Regions from separate parts of the Drosophila melanogaster genome. Here region 2 is linked to region 1. A link is a contact called in public Hi-C data. All regions are on one chromosome and are shown on one strand. The core of a region is the stretch at or near the end of the contact, and the rest is flanking DNA. Distances in the headings are between cores, read along the strand shown. Region 1 holds the start of Pdcd4 (Programmed cell death 4). Region 2 holds the start of Tob (Transducer of ERBB2).

Region 1 (4,333 bases), core at 1,016-3,515:
CCACGGATGGCGAGTCCTTGCTATTGGTCACACCGCGCAGGGTGCACTGTAGCGGACTCTTGCAAAATGGACCCAAGGCTATTAGGGCGTCCAGATAGTAGCCAATGCCACGCTGGACACAGCAATCATGATTTAGCTGACCGCCATGCAGTAATCCTGGTGAGAACATGACACTCGTGCCGGCGGGATTCAATTCGATCTTGGTTCCATTGGTGATTTTATCAAGCAGGCGAATTAAACTTATCTCGTACTCCCGCAGACCGGGTGCCGTTTCGTCCTCCGAACGGATTTGGCTGATCTTCACCGGTTTGCCGGACAGGCAGGCGAGGATTAGGCGCTGCTTGAGGAAGTTGCTGCCGCGGTAAATCAGGCAATTGCCCTCCTGGGCAATGGGCGGCATTTTATAGGCTCTAAACGCACCAATAAATCAAAGAATTTAGCAAATTGATCGGCGCACGTGCGTTAAAAGAGGTAAACAACGTCTATCGCCGGACTATCGGTTATCGATATAGAACACAGTATGGCAGCGCTCCTTAGGGCTGTCAAGTGTTGGAATTATCGCATTTAGTAAATAACATAATAAATTATTTACAAATGAATATATTTCAGAATGCATTTTTATAATTTACACAAGCACTGCAAACAATCGAACGTTTGTATTTTTATATTATTATTTTAAGAAAAAAAAATACTGCAAGCTTCTATTAAAAATACCAAACGCTGTAGGAGATTTGAATAGAATTGTTGTTGCGAAATTCTCTGCTCATTTTGAAAAAAATACTGCAAGCTTCTATTAAAAATACCAAACGCTGTAGGAGATTTGAATAGAATTGTTGTTGCGAAATTCTATGCTCACTTTGAAGTTGACGAAGGGGAAGTTCGCAGAAGGCGAACAAAACTAGTTGTAAAAATGTCTGCGGATCCAAAACTTTATGAATATGTCAATTGTCCCAACTCTAGCTCGCATTTGGTAATGCTGTTTAAAATGCCCTACCATTTGCCGCTTTGTGCCAAGAAATTTCCATCGGACGAATTAGCTCGCTGTCCATATAACAGAACCCATATGTACCCTATTGCCGATATATATGTAGGTTATGAATATATATTATATGTATGTAAGCAAATATTAAATTCAATTGTTTATCCCATTTGCAGGAACATATCATCAAGTGCCCGAGCTACTTACGCGAGGAGAGCCACAGCGACGCAAAAGAAGATGCCAAGGACTGTGATGCCAAGGAAAGTGATGCCAAGGACTGGGATGCCGACCCGCCGGTTTCGACATATGATCCGAATATCCACTGTGAGAAGAACCCTATCATTCGTCGTCTGCACGGAGCTACGCGCTCCTCTCGCCGGGCATTCCGCGAAAAGGAACGCAAGCGATTAATGGATTTGAATACTTTTCCTTAATCTATGAACATACTTACTTACTTACATACATCATATGAATACATACATATACATATACAACATACATACAAATAAACATATTTCATACATTTCGAAAAAGGAGCGTTTTATGTTAGCATAGATCAGCGTTTATTTAAAAATGTATTCAAATTAAAAATTAATAAGAGTTAATTCAAGGAATCTTCAACATATAATTTCATAAATATTCATATGGTAATTAAAATTACAAATAAGAGAGCCACAATTGGCGGCAATTTTGTTTTTTTTTTTTGCTTTCTGCCGCCACTTGGAAATGTACAGCAATTCCTGTTCAATATTTACTTCGTTTTCTTTTGCATCGCTTTCTGCCGCCAATTGGAAATGTGCTGCAATTTGGGTTATGTAGCTGCCCGCCCTGTTCAAAAATTCCTGGAAAATAAGATTTTACTGAATTGAATGTTTTTAAATCTTGATAAAAAGGTAAGATCATTGGGCGAGTATATATATACATCCAGTGAGTGTGTAAATAAAGTAATGTTTCATTGTTTTTACTAAATATGCATATGTTTGCTTGTATGCATTTCTTTCCTTTTTCTTTTAAAAACTACTTCTCTGAGATGCCACTCTGTTGGACCATTCCCAGAAGCCATCAAAATTCAATAAGTTTCGTTTATCTTAGTTTTCCTCATAGGCAGGCTTACTACATAGGATTGAATTTGTATTTACATATATTTGCAAACTTTTTAATAAACTTCCCCGTTTTAAGGGGAAGCTTCGCCAAGTGCGCTTTTATAACCCACCACCTTACCAGAATCGAACAGTCTGGCAGCACGGTCTCGCCGAAAAAGTATAAAAACCCACGTCTCGTCGCTCTCTGGTTCAGTCGAGTTGAGTTTTCACGGCGTGAACAACAGTGTGCGTTATTGGTTCCTTATTCTGCGGTTCTTCAATCCTTTTTGTTCCAATCCTACTGAAAAAGAAATCAAAAGTTCACATCGTTAAGCGGCAAAAACAACAAAAGCGAAGGTGAATAAGGCATAAAAAACAGCACACGCAACTGAATAGTTGTGGGTGTGCGAGTGTGTGTATGCGCGTGTGAAGGAGCCTTTTAGTAAACACTCACACACTTGTGTATTTTTTTTCTGTGAGACACAAGATATTTGAGTGCATTTTTTGCCATTTGCCTTGCCAACCCCTCTCCCCCGCACGCATATAAGAAGAGAAAGAGAGGCAGGGAAAAAATAAAGGAGCCCACGAAGAAAAGCAACAACTATTAAACAGGCTCCTCATCGTATAAAAGCAGCGCAGCCGCCGTCAACGTCAACTGCAGTGGGCCAACGTCGTTGCAGTCGTGTCGTTAGTTTTTGTTCTTGTTGCAGCAGCAGCATCAAAGACAGAAGTAGAGAGAGCGAGCGAAACAGCCGGAGAGACAAAACAAAAAGCACTTAGGTAAGTGGCAAAATAAAAAAAAACGCAGAAACAGCAGCAGCAGCAACAACAACATCGATCTTGACGAAGACCAATTCAAAGAAGCAAGCGAAAAAAACTGCCGGCGAATGCGAATATAAAAGCAAAAACGAAATTACAGTCGCGGTCACAAAATTATGCCATATTAGATGATTTCAATAAAAATAGGTGAAATTTAAGAATTTGTTGATGCGCGTTATTTGCTCCAATTGGAAAACGTTGGTCTACGTGATAAAATCAACCGGCACACACGCACGCACCCGAAAATTCGAGAAAAACTGAAACGAGGAAAGCCGAAACCGAAAAAAAAAACAGCTGCCCACATTGGATGGGGGGTGAATTTGTTTGTTTTTTTTTCTGCCTGCCAAACTTGTTCCTTAGGCTTTTTGATTTTATTTTCGTTGTCTCGAGGTTTATTTGCATTCGGCGCCCCGTCCAATGTTTCCATGTCATCCGATTTTGTTTTCCCATATTATCTACCAGAATTGCTGGCTCACAGTGGTGGTACAATTCACTCTGCATAATTAACGATTATTTAAGTATTTAACAAAATCAGATGCAAATGCAATATGACCTAAAGTATAATATGACTCCAAACCCGAGATGTGTTATTAGAAGGGTTCTGGACGGGGAATTTTGCAAACAATTCCAGGCAAAATACAAAAAAATTTCAATTTTTCTGGTTACTGGATGCCAAACAAATACAGTTCTCAGTTTATAAAAGGCATAACAAAACCATCAAATTTATTCTGTAGTTTCAAAAAGAGTGGGTGACACAAATTGGTTTTTAATTTCTTTTATATCTATTTATGCAATTCATGTGCGCCTAATAGTTCGATCTCTTCTGTTAAAAAAAACAAACAACAGCATTCAATGGTGAGAACGTCTCTGCTTCTTTTTCTTGTTCTTTTTATTGGACATTGCTTATGTATTTTATTTTTTGCGAAATGTTTGCGACGCAATTTCGACAGCGTCACTTTATTTTTATGCTCTTTTCCATCGCTCCTCTTTATCTCTCTCTCCACTTCTTACAAACTCAACCTTTTCCTGATTTCGGGGTTAAAAAATAATTTCGGACACGCATCAATAAAAAGCGCGAAGGTGGAAAAGAGATTCGAAAAAAATGCTGAAAAGCGTTCATTTTGTTATTTCTGTTGTTGTTGTTATCCGAAAAAGGGGGCACAACAAGTGCGAAAGAAGGAGATGAAGAATCAGATGAGAAAGAGACCGGAAGGAGACGGCAATAAAAACATAGAAATTCGTGAGGCGCACAAAATTTTCAAGGTTATACCGGGCAAAACAAACATAAGACCGGTAACAGCATATGTATATGTATGTACATCCATATTACAGAGGGGGAAATACATAAGAATCCGCGTTTAAAGAAGAGGAGAAAGCACAAGCGGCGCAATATAAAAAGCACTCAAAAAACAAAAACAACACATGAAAACACAAAAAAAAAAACAACACATGC
Region 2 (4,333 bases), core at 1,085-3,584, 2.3 Mb before region 1:
TCAAGGTTTTTTGAAACACACTGTAGAACCAGAGCTTAATAAGCATCAAGCGATGCAAGTGCTTAATATTTATTTATTTTTACCTACAATACAACAATCGTTTTGGCTGCGTTAAAGCTAGCATTATCTTTATAATCCCGATATCGCAATGTATGTACATATACAGATTCAATAGTCAGTGTTTAATACTAAGTGTATCGCATTTTTAATGGAAATATCGTACATATCGCCCACATTTAACTAAAATGGAATTAATACTAAAAAGCTTATGAGGACTTATGAGGATTAAAATCAAAATTAAATGTAAATCCCACTTAAGTTAAATGTGAGCGATGTCTTTGTATAACATTGGTTCCTCCCATTGAAGGGTGTTATTTCTTCTACAAAGTTCCAGCTCAACCTAAGAGACAGACCCATCCAAGTCCGTCAATAAAGCAAAATCAATTTCCTTTCAACGAGTTTATCAATAATCCTTTTGAAACATTAAATTTCGCTACAAATTATGTATTGATATATACATAAATATATATATTTGTGATACCTATACTAATATTTTTTTTTAGTCTAGAAAAATAAATTATTGTACCATATTAGGTATTCCTGGAAAGCCAATTTAAAAAAAAGAAATCCTATAAAACTGATAAAAATCGAAAATGTAAAGGAAATCCATATTTTTGTATGCATGTTCGTTCAAAATCTAAGCGTATATATTAATAAATGTATAAATGTGTACCCCAAATGTTTTGCGATGAAATAAATAAAAATCCTTCAATTTCATTTAGTACTTCTTTATCTACCAAACATTGAAAAGGTTTTCACCATTCTTGATTTAAATATTTGAAAAAAGGGAAAGTAAGAGTATCACAATATTTCTTACTATTCACGACGAATATACATGCACATACATATGTACATACACAGGTGTGACCTTTCACCTTTTTGTTCGAGCTAGGTCCACTCTAATGTACATATACATATTACCTCTGGGTGTATGTACGCATATGTTACGTGCTCATGCACTTTCATTTCTTGTCCCAGTTTTCGGAAAAGGGAAAAGGGGGGGAGGGGTCCGAGCCAAAGCCCAAAGAGAGCGACTCGTTTTGTCGGCCAGAGTGGTGGAAGAGGAGGAGGAGGGGGGGGGCTGTACTAAAACTGTGCCACGGAAGGATATGCACTCATTGCGCAAGCCCTTCTAGGCTCGATTTTACTACGAGCACAACCAACACACGCCCACACACTCCTCCAATCGTCCAGTCACGCGCAAAATTATTCAGGGCATCCGAGCGATGTAAAAGCAAGGTGAAGTTTAAATACCTTAACAATCGCAAATCCATATTGAGAACTATCAAAATAACTAATATTTACTTAGCTAGGATTTCCACAAAGTAGGCATTATGATTTCACACGATGATCTTATGAGGTTTAGTTACTATTAATATATAACATAACTTTTTCAGAATATCATATTGATATTGCAAATTTAAGTTAGACTATGATTTATAAATAAACTATATTTAAAATGACTAAAATAAAACTACAACAAAGCAAGAAAGTAAAAGTTTTCAAAAGCTTTAAACTGATATTTTAAATATTTCAATCCTAACTTGCTTTTAACTAAAGTATATCATGTTTATGTCGACACTTTTCCCAAACCAATATGGGATGTATATATTTACATCGGTTGCTAAATTGAAGGTAACAAATTTTAGTCATATTACCACCTTTTCGGATATAATTTTGTCCAGGGAAAAGCACCCACACAAAAATATGATGAGTGCAAGCAGTGCTGCCAATTTTTTTCAAGAACAATTTTTTTTTTTGCCAGTCGAATCTCATATACCCTTGCAGTAAATATAAATTTAAAAAACTGGTCTATAAAAAAGTCAAAACAATTTATCAAAACAAAAATTGATTAAAAACAACAAAACTATGATTTCTTGTTTAATATTTTCAATTATATTTCCGTCTGTTTGGTGTTGGGCTCTTGGACAGTTAGAATTACCGGTGCCCGCTTAAATATTTATTTTATTTTAAGCAATCCACCATAGACGGGAAAAAAGCTAAATTGACAACCGTGGGTGCAAGTACCAGACAGAGAGAGAGAGATAGGGAGAGGGAAAGAGAGAGGAAGAGAGAGAGTGGGAAGCCGAACCGAGTTTAGAACATTTAGCTTCGTGAGTGATTCGTGCGTAGTGCCGAATAAGACCAACACGGTGGTGAAGGTGGGGGTGCTGGTGCCGAAGTGTGCGTGTGCACTTGTTTGTTGTTGGTTCACTGAGGCCCGTTCGCGCGTCAATTCAGTCTCAGTTACTAAACCGATTTCAAGAACTACGGACGCTTCGCTCGGCCCTTGCTAAGTGGCGTGTGCTACAATTAAGTAACGGGCAGAGACATTTCACAACAACAACAAAAAATAGGAAAATAGAATACAACAAGAAATACAAAACCAAAAACCATCAAAATCCCAATAAAACCAAACCACATTAAACAAGAAAATAATAAATAGACATCCGAGCACATATACCCACGCAAAAGTAAAACAATAGCATACTAGTTGGTACAACTGGGGTATTTTATACATAACTCGCTAAATCCTTCGTTTAATACAACGACCACCAGGAGGAAACAACCAAAAACTACAGTAAATCGGAAACAAGAAATAACCATCAGCAAACTGCACCGGTAGTTAAAAAAAAAAAACAAATAAATGTTGAATTACAATTTTTTATCTATTTTGTTCGAAAAAAATATTGCAATATATTTGTGTACTTGTGTGTGCTGTGCAAAAATTGAGAAAGCAGCGAACTATCCCCCACTACACATACATCTATCTAGCCCCCACAGAAAATACAATAACAATGATTGTGATATAAAAAAAAAAAGAAACGAAAAAAAAAGAAAACAAAAAAGGAGATGGAGCATCGCTTCTCTCACTTTCGCTCGGCTGTTTTCATACTTCTTGTTTTGTTGTCGTTAGTTATGGCGCTCACTAGAGCACTGGGCTTTTCAGCGCCGAAAGGGACAGCTGTTCTTCAATAAATTTGGGTAGAGAGAGAGCTCGACTCCAGGGAACGAACTATAACTCCCTTTCCTATGCATTCAAACTTTCGTAGCTCAAAAGATGAAAGAGCAAACCGAAGGGTGCACAAGATTTGAATACCCAAAGCTTTTACAGTAGGGTACTTTAGTTGGCTTGAGCTCAGATTATTAAATACTATATATGGATATTGATTTGTTAAGAAGTTTGATGTAAATACAAATCGATCTATCTTAATCTAGCATATCCCAATTTGTTGTCGTAATTCGTGCTTAAAAGCTATAGCTAGCAGCTGATATTTGCGTTAGCAAGCTCCAAATACAGTACGCATTCTTTAACTTGACCATTTCACAATTCTGTTCAATAAATAATTCAGAGTACATGTCGATACCTCATGTTATCAGTGTTATGAAAATTTCATCCCACTATATATAACTTTGACACCTCTGAAAATGTTCGTGCTAGACAGGTTCCACTGTACTTTCTGCACAGTCTTCTATAGTTGTGTTGCACAACAAAAGACGAATTTTATAATAGTACATGTGTGCGATTTCATTTGCGCAAGCTTTTGTTTTTTTTTTATTTATTTATTCATCTGAAACAACATCGATGATTCGATAGCAATTGTTGCAAGTTTGAGAGCATAGTGACCACCGACTGCAGCTGCTTTTGCATTTCTGCCAAAGAACGAATGAAATGAAATAATTTTCGACCAAACCAAAAAACGAACTTGTGCCAGACAAATACTATCGCGTCAGAAGACCATCATTTGGCATTTTGTCGCGGTGTTCGTCGCAAGCTTATTGTATCTACTTGCATGCATACAGGGAAAAAATAGTATTCAAAAAAAAAAAAAAAAAAATTATATTGTGTACTGTACACACTCAAATGTGTATTGTATAGACAGACATTCCGGCATGGCAGTGTATTTGTCATTTCAATTTTCGTGTGTGCTCAGATAAACGAACGAGAATCATGTGCCTAATATTGTTTTTTTTTTTTTTATTTGTTGTTTGCTGTTGTGAGGTAAAATGTCCCAACATCTTACGAACAGCTGACTGTGTTTATGTGTCCTCATATGATTATGTTGCGTTATGCTTCAAATTTTGGCAAGTGAAGTGCATGGGTGAACATAAAAAAAAATAATAATAATACAGCAACAAAATTAAGAGGAAGTGAGAAAATGCCAATAGTTCAGGCACACAAACTCATACGCAGTTTGTCGGTCGGTCAGCTGTTTTGTGTTGTCTTGAGCACCAGGGTCTCTCATTTTTCTATTTTTTTTTTCTTGTTGTT

The links. A called contact is a pair of places that touch in the nucleus more often than the background predicts.
Region 2: a contact with region 1 is called in a Hi-C map of the Kc167 cell line, with 4 times the contacts expected there. The contact joins the promoter of Tob here to the promoter of Pdcd4 in region 1.

The regions. Positions count from the first base shown.
Region 1 is chrX:13,753,338-13,757,670 of dm6, reverse strand. It overlaps Pdcd4 (Programmed cell death 4), which reads left to right and starts at 2,265. Exons shown (of 4, transcript NM_001272604.1): 1 at 2,265-2,418. CG32625 reads left to right here and starts at 845. Exons shown (of 2, transcript NM_167381.3): 1 at 845-1,087; 2 at 1,156-1,507. The coding sequence starts at 911. The coding sequence ends at 1,413. It overlaps Rtc1, which reads right to left and starts at 492. Exons shown (of 3, transcript NM_132691.4): 1 at 1-492. The coding sequence starts at 400. It also overlaps asRNA:CR43833.
Region 2 is chrX:16,089,496-16,093,828 of dm6, reverse strand. Tob (Transducer of ERBB2) reads left to right here and starts at 2,334. Exons shown (of 6, transcript NM_001169300.3): 1 at 2,334-2,682. CG42353 reads left to right here. Exons shown (of 5, transcript NM_167485.4): 5 at 1-770. It overlaps CG42354, which reads left to right. Exons shown (of 6, transcript NM_001144730.3): 6 at 1-770.